Linked DNA regions of Mus musculus: region 1 is linked to region 2. The links are chromatin contacts, called in public Hi-C maps. All regions are on one chromosome and are shown on one strand. The core of a region is the stretch at or near the end of the contact, and the rest is flanking DNA. Distances in the headings are between cores, read along the strand shown. Region 1 overlaps Gm34923 (a long non-coding RNA gene). Region 2 has its middle 120 kb from the start of Gm24069.

What was found. A called contact is a pair of places that touch in the nucleus more often than the background predicts.
Region 1: a contact with region 2 is called in a Hi-C map of cerebellar granule neurons, with 6 times the contacts expected there. The contact joins two enhancer-like sites. A contact is called at or near these places in 4 of 484 Hi-C or Micro-C datasets (cerebellar granule neurons, cerebellum and neurons).

What each region holds. Positions count from the first base shown.
Region 1 is chr12:39,490,650-39,494,736 of GRCm38.p6, forward strand. Gm34923 (a long non-coding RNA gene) reads right to left here. Exons shown (of 3, transcript XR_381461.2): 3 at 1-75. Among named protein-coding and RNA genes, the nearest start is that of Gm24069, 31 kb to the left of the region's middle. Within about 2 kb of position 2,647, at least 4 of the 459 cell types and tissues checked have an H3K27ac peak or open chromatin away from gene starts, as enhancers often do. A contact at or near this core is called in cerebellar granule neurons and cerebellum, where this site is marked.
Region 2 is chr12:39,341,095-39,344,685 of GRCm38.p6, forward strand. No RefSeq gene overlaps it. Among named protein-coding and RNA genes, the nearest start is that of Gm24069, 120 kb to the right of the region's middle. Within about 2 kb of position 1,352, at least 3 of the 459 cell types and tissues checked have an H3K27ac peak or open chromatin away from gene starts, as enhancers often do. A contact at or near this core is called in cerebellar granule neurons and cerebellum, where this site is marked.

The DNA of each region.
Region 1 (4,087 bases), core at 1,397-3,896, 150 kb after region 2:
TTTGGCCTTCCTTCTTCTTGAGTTTCATGTGGTTTGTTCCAGAAGCTCAGAATACCCAAGATACAATTCAGATGACTTCTTACCAAAAAAAAAAAAAAAAAAAATCAAGTTACTGAGGAAATGAGAAAAACAATATAAAGTAAGGAAGAATAATATCCTTTACAAAATTAAAATATCACACAAACTGCTTAATGGGGATTCCATTCTTAGAGTTTCAGTTCATGCATGTTCGTATTTCAACCTTGAACTTAGTGGAATTTCTCACTGTGTGTGTTGTATGTGTGTTTATGCCCCTGTCAAGGTCAGTGGTGACGCACCATCCACCTCTCAAGTGCTGTGTGGTCTTGGGTTAGTACTGGAACAAGAGAATTTACTTTTCAAATTAGGAAACATATGTAACTGTGCTGTGTTGAAGCTTCCATGGCAAATCAAATACTATATATCTGTATTCTCCTCTTACCTATGGGAGTCTGGAAAGTCACTCCATGTTTCCTGGAGGCTGCAGTTTCTACAGCTTCTTCACTTGTCTACTGAATATACATCTTAAGCATATTATAATTCAAGGAATAATCTGTCTCTACCCTGTGACCCTTACCAACTATTTCCCTATTTCTGCTCATATTCAATCTTATAAGACGATCCTCATGACTTTCTTAAGTCTTGTTCATTCTAGATTTTCCCTCAATTAATTCTCTCTGTGACATTAACCATTTTTATGTTGTGTTGCCTGTCTGGAACTAATTCTGAACTGCACTCAGAGGAGAGTTAAATTAGCATATCTAAAATCTCAACCACATGGAAATTTAAGAAACAAAACCAGAAAGATTCAATGACATAAATCATGTGGTTCTTAACACTGATTTAGACAACATTAGCATATTCTTGGCAGCTTTGAAATCCCTCAAACTGCAGACAGAAAGCCACTATACCCAATTGATACAGTCTCAAGCTATGCAATAAAAATCCTTATATAATTCTAGTGTAATTAGATTAATAATCACTGCTATAAAATTCTAAGAAGGACATTTAAAAAGCCCCACAGGAAGGCATTGTATCTCAACCAGAGAAAATTGGAGGAACATCAGAAATGACACCTGCACAGGGCTTTGGAGGATGAGTTGGTCAATCCACTTGAGAAAAAAGCCTGGCTACTGAAACATCACTGTGTGATAAGTGTGCATTTCTGGGGAATATGTCACCCACACTACCTACTAAGAAATAAGAACATAGAAGAACATGGCTCTGAAATGTAAGCCTCGAGTTTTTGCTCCCACCATTTAGTCTTTCCAGATATGTGCGACACCTCTCTGTCACTAACAGTGACTTCCTGAGAAGCACTGTAATGAGTGTGAGTGGCACTAGCTATACTGGGAACCCCCAGTATCCACAGAAGACTGCACACAAGTGTGTGTTACTCCATTTCCAAGGAACCTGACATCCTTTTCTGGCCTCTGCACACATGCAACATTCACACACACACACACACACACACACACACACACACACACTTGGCGGGGAGGGGGGGAAGGGAAGAAGGGAGAGAGGAAGGAAGGAAATTTTAAAAGAACATAAAAACAATAAAGGATTAACCTTAAAATATTTAGCAAAAAAAAAAAACCTGACATTTTAGGGAAGTTTTGTGAAGATTAGAAAAAAACAAAAACAAAAACAAAACAGTCTAATATGAGAGTGAAGGCTTAAGTTTCTGAGACCCATTCCCATGAGTGTGCACATATAAGGTCTTGAGAGAATAAAGTTTAACTTTGGTTTTTACATGGTCTATGTCATGGTAGGAAACTGAATTTTCAAGCATCCTGAATGAATACTTAGTCAATAAATAAGTTGTTTTGTAGGCTTTATACAGAACACTGGAAATACAGTGAGAAAGTTAAAAAAAAAAAAAGTTACAGGTTTCCATACAGTTGGTGCACATTGTCTGCTCTGGCACCTAAGGACATCCCTATGTATGCTCTCACTGACCCTGTGCACAGATATTCTGGACCACAATATTACACACAAGTGCTACAACACACAGATCGCATTTCTACCACAGGACAGTTTCCAAACCTGAATACTCTGCAAACGAAAGTCACAATATATGAAAGCATAATCTTTCTGGTTCTATCTGATAGATCTGTGTTAAAATAAAATGACAAATAATCTTACCACATGATTTTGACACATGAAAGTCATAGATTTTTTTTTTTTTTTTTGTAATTTAGCAACAACAAATAATACTAGGTGCTATCTTTTTGCAGAACTCATCAGACATTTAGGAACATTTAGCCTAATGCAATTCTGCTTTTCTCTATGATATTACATCTGTAAAGTTACTAAGTTCTTAACAACAACAACAAAAATTAAGCAAAATCTGAATAGAAAAAAATAACATATACTAGAATATAGGTAAAAAATATGAAACCTTTATAATTAAATATCATTTGAAACAATTGATAACTTCAAGGCTTTTTTTTAGTACAGAGGCTTTTTGGTGGCATTTAATAAAGAGAAAAACCAAGGGAAACAACACACGACTACTGGTATAGTTGAGACGCTTAAGCAACTTTGACTGTGGTGCATACATATGGTGTTATGCTTTGAGGAACACTGAATTATCTTGGCAGGAGTTACTTTTCCATTCTTGGACAATAACACTGGAACAACTTCCCAAAACATGCAGCATCTCCTGGCACGCACACCCCGTCCGTCTGCCCATTTGTTCACAGAGATTCTTTCTCTTTTCCTGCAGAAATGAGTTGCCCGTGTAGAGATGAAAACAGTGGACCAACAGAACCAGAATTAGGGCTTGCAAGAGCATCCTCCATTTAGGTCGACTGCATCTCTGTCATCGACTGACAAGTTTTTTACATGATTTCTAAAACCTCTGCCAGTACAATGCTCTTGTCACACTTACATTTCTCTAATTTTCCATAACTGATCAAAAATTGGTAAAACTTCATCCATGAAGGTTAGGGAATGTTATCTCAGTGCCATTTAAAATACTTTGAACAGTGCTTTCCTTCACAACTGCCATTAAAATAGCATGGGCCTACAAGAGTTCGATCCCACCCTTCTCATTCTGGGCACTGTGTTAATTTCCCCCCATTCAGCTATTCCAATATAACAAATGGGCTTTATCTCCTTGGATCAGCTCCTTCCTCTAATGCAGACAACTTAATGGATTTTAGGTCTAAATAGAGTATGGCTCGTTTCTGAGTATTAATTTCAACTTTAGTTATTGTAGAAATTATGTCCTCTCATGACGTGAACGACGCTGACCACTAAAACAGAGTGGCCTAATATATAACCCAAATTAGCAAATTTTGCCTAGGCAGCAAAGTTTAGTTGGCTCTAGTTTCCCTCTTGACAGGTCATTTTCAAAGCAAGTTCCCCATCTACTGGCAGGTCCCCATCATGGTTCTATCTTCCCATTGCTAATTTACTATATGCATTCGAGTAATATCTTTAAAAACAGTTAATTTTCTCTTCTCATCCCACTCTATGTCATGGATGCATGTCAGGTTTATTTTCTCTGTTAATGTATGAATTTGACACCTTCAAATAGTCAAAAGAGAATTCACTTTTGATTGTTGTTGGAATAAAAACAAAGGAGAATACTGGACATAAAAAGCTGCCTGTAAATTATAAACATGTTGTTAGTAACATACAAAGGGAGGCAAAAATTGCTTGCACAGGTTCCCTTTATTGTAGAACTGTACCAAGGAACATAATGGGTTTCCCTGTACTTAAAGCCATTTGTAGGGTGTAGGCCCTCATTCATGTTTCTCATCCAGTATTTGAAGATGGCCTCAGGGTGATATTTCTCACCTAGATGTACCATTTGATTAGGATCATCTTAGCCTCCTTTTCTACCCACTGTTACCACTAAAATATCCTCTTACAGTTGTCCCAGTGGTTCCTCTCTTGTTTTCTACTAATGCATAGGTCCTTATAGAATTACTGGATAAAAAAGGTATATCATTGTCCATGAAAATATTAAGCATTAGTGGAGATTGTATGAAAGTGTTTGTTATTATCACACAACTCTGTCCACCTGCTATTTCTATCTGCAAATTTCTGACATAGA
Region 2 (3,591 bases), core at 102-2,601:
TTCTCATTTTTCCAGGAATACCTTGGATTAGCTCTGGCATTGCATGATTTCAATCACTTGCTTAACTTAATGATCGTTTTCTAACTTCATATTCTCAGTTACTGAAAACTAAGGACTACCACTTAATCATATAAAAATATGAGTGCCAATATTTATATTTAGCACATATATGTTTTCAGGTTCATAGGGGAGCTGTCTTGATATATTTATCTTAAATTAAAATCTCATAGGCATAAATATTCTATAATCAAAGATTCCTCAGGAACTAATCCTTTATTAATGACAGGCATTTGGCTGATAGAGCACAAATGTAACTAATACTTTGCCATGAGTGTTTTTACCTCTTAGGTTTACTCCTCTTTATGTTAGAGAACTATGCCAATAAAGCATGCTTGTAGCACTTCTAAGACAGTGCTAAACTTGCCTTTTTTCAAAGAATAAAGTGAAATTTTCTTTTTTAAAAATAATTTTTATTTTTATATCTAACATTATTTAAGAGTTTCAATTCCATCATGTAAAAACCTGTAACAGATTACAATTAGTTGATGATATGTGTACCAATGTAGATGTGTCTACATATACTTATGTAGCTATGTCTGCTTCTGCCTATGTAGCCATCTCCTTTTAAAATATGTATCTATGTAAGGCCTGACCATTCTACCTTCAAATATGGAGCAGGCCACCATTTTAAAGGCATCTTAAATGTGCCTTGTTTCATTTCGCTTATATTTGCTTTGCATTGCAGTCAGTGCCAGCCACTGATGCTGAGAAATGGAAGCAAACAGGAAAACATCGGAGCCAGTTTAATGGTGCTGTGTGTTCTTTATCTAGGTATGATTAAATAATCATAAGAACTTCTCTAAGGGCTAATCTGCTATATTTTCCAGATTTTCACCTTGGGGACATATTGTCCCTTGTTACTGAAACCTCGGGGACAGAAGGGGACGCCACAGGGTGGCACAGCAGGAAGCTGAAACACTGATGAAACAGTGTTCAGTTAATGAAGGCATGGCCCATGGCCTCTGCTGCTCTGCCATATGTTTGAAGAAATGCTAATGACTACAATTCAAATACCTTTTTCATCTTAACTATATGTAAATGTGTTTGTAAATGCTCTCTTATAAATATACGATCACATTTTTAAAAGCCAAGTGCTAATGTTGCTTTAAACATCTATAATACACAATAATTAAAACTTAAGCAATTCTGCTTAATTATACCTTATGGGAAACTGTAATTTATAGAAATTAAGCAGAAAAAAAAACAAAGATCAACAGACGGCAGTTGAACAACTGAATAGTCAAGCGCAATGATCATTCATTTACGGGGGCATAATCATGGTAAGTAGACTATGAGCCTATTCTTACAGAGTTGACCTGTGAAATAGAAGGTGTTCGTGATTTGGGCAACACATGTAGGAAGGAGCACAGCTTGAACGAATTGTGTACGGTTCATATGTCCAGTGAGGTCTCATGCCACGCCCCCAAACCAAGCGTGGTGGTTGGTAGAACACTGCACTGCTGTGATGTTGACATGCCGTGCTCCTGCTTTTCTTTCTTTTCTTCTTTTTTTTCTTAGATATTTTCTTTATTTACATTTCAAATGCTACCCTGAAAGTTCTCTATACCTTCCCCCCACCCTGATCCCCTACCCACCCACTCCCACTTCTTGGCTCTGGCATTCCCTTGTACTGAGGCATATAAAGTTTGCAAGACCAAGGGGTCTCTCTTCACACTGATGGCCGACTAGGCCATCTTCTGCTACATGAGCAGCTAGAAACACGAGAGCTCCGGGGTACTGGTTAGTTCATACTGTTGTTCCACCTATAGGGTTGCAGACTCCTTCAGCTCCTTGGGTATTTTCTCTAGCTCCTCCATTGGGAGCCCTGTGTTCCATCCCATAGATGACTGTGAGCATCCACTTCTGCATTTGCCAGGCACTGGCATCGCCTCACACGAGACAGCTATATCAAGGTCCTTTTAGCAAAATCTTGCTGGCATATGCAATAGTGTCTGGGTTTGGTGGCTGATTATGGGATGGATCCCCGGGTGGGGTAGTCTCTGGATGGTCCATCCTTTAGTCATAGCTCCAACTTTGTCTCTGTAACTCCTTCCATGGGTGTTTTGTTCCACATGATATGCTTATTTGGTAAAGTCTGGGCTCCTTTTTGTCTGACCCATTCCTTGGGTGTGTGGTGCTGAGGAACAATGGTTCGTGTAAAAGAACTGGGAGATACAGAAATGGACTGCCCCACTATTAGGAATGTATTAAAACCACATTAGAGCTCAATGAATTACATCTATGAAACTTCATATAATTTCACCTAAACTACATTCTAATCAGGAGAAATCCCAAGTTTTCACACTCAAAAATCTTCCCTGTAATTGTTCATAGTGGGGTAAAATTAGTTTAATTCAATGGGGTCAATAGACATGTACATTAATAGAGGCAAAGAACTCCTTCTTCTAGCTCTTTTAACTTTTACAATAAGAATGTTTGCTCATCTCTTCATATAGCACCACCCTTCTATAGACAGAAGGGGATTCAATTATTTCCATTACTGGCTGCTGATTTCCTAACCTACTTAGTCCTTGCCTTCTCTGGAAACTGTGAAAAAAAATACTTCCTTTCATTTCCTTGTAATGCTTTATAATTTGCACGTTAACATATATACTGTTCAAACTCTTTCAAACTTTTCAAATGCATGAGACATGATGAATATTTTTATCTTTCAACTCCATCATCTAAATTTGTCAAATTGTTTCTCCAATGCATAGGTTACAATAGATCACCAGGTTTATAAGAAAGTCGTGTCCTATACTAAATTCTTGTATCAGCAGTTGTCAGATTTTGTCTCTGTCTTGCTTCTTTTGTCTACTGTATCTTCCTTGCTTGTAATTAAAACTTTACATTCCATAAGCTTTTCAACTTGTGCATGACACAACAGGGCAAATTGCTGATTCGTGATTCCTCCTCTTGTTTTTCTCCAGAGCATCCTGACATGTCTTGAATACAAGTTCTGGGATGTTTGTAATCTGATCTACATCTGCTCTTCCTTGCTATCACATTGGTTTCATGAGCAGAAGAAATCAAATATTCATTTCTACAAGCAGGTATATTCTCTTTACTAGCTAAAAGTTCTACCTCTTTCAGAAGAAAAACACATTATTCAAAAATTTTAAGAGCAAAACTGGAGGGAGTAAAACTGTCTAACATGTGTTACAAAACAAAAGACAGGGTTGAGAAAGGTCCTCAGAGCACTGTAGGAAACACTGGTGGGAAGCAGCGGACTGATTTTGCTGAACTAGAAAACTGTCAGGGATGGTTCTCCAAATGAGCTTAGCCATGAACGAATCAGGATGTACTTTACAACTGGCTGCTGCAGTTGACCCTTGCCAGGGAGCATCTCTGCTCTACTTAGCTTTAGGAATATAGTAAGGGATTGTGATTACAGAAAACACCCAGGGCTTTGTCCAGCAAAAGCCTCTTGATAATAAAAACTAATGTCATCTGATCAAGACAAAATGACAAAAAGGCAAATTCTTCTTGTCCCTTTATTGAAGAGGATTGCAGGGTACAATACATTCAAAG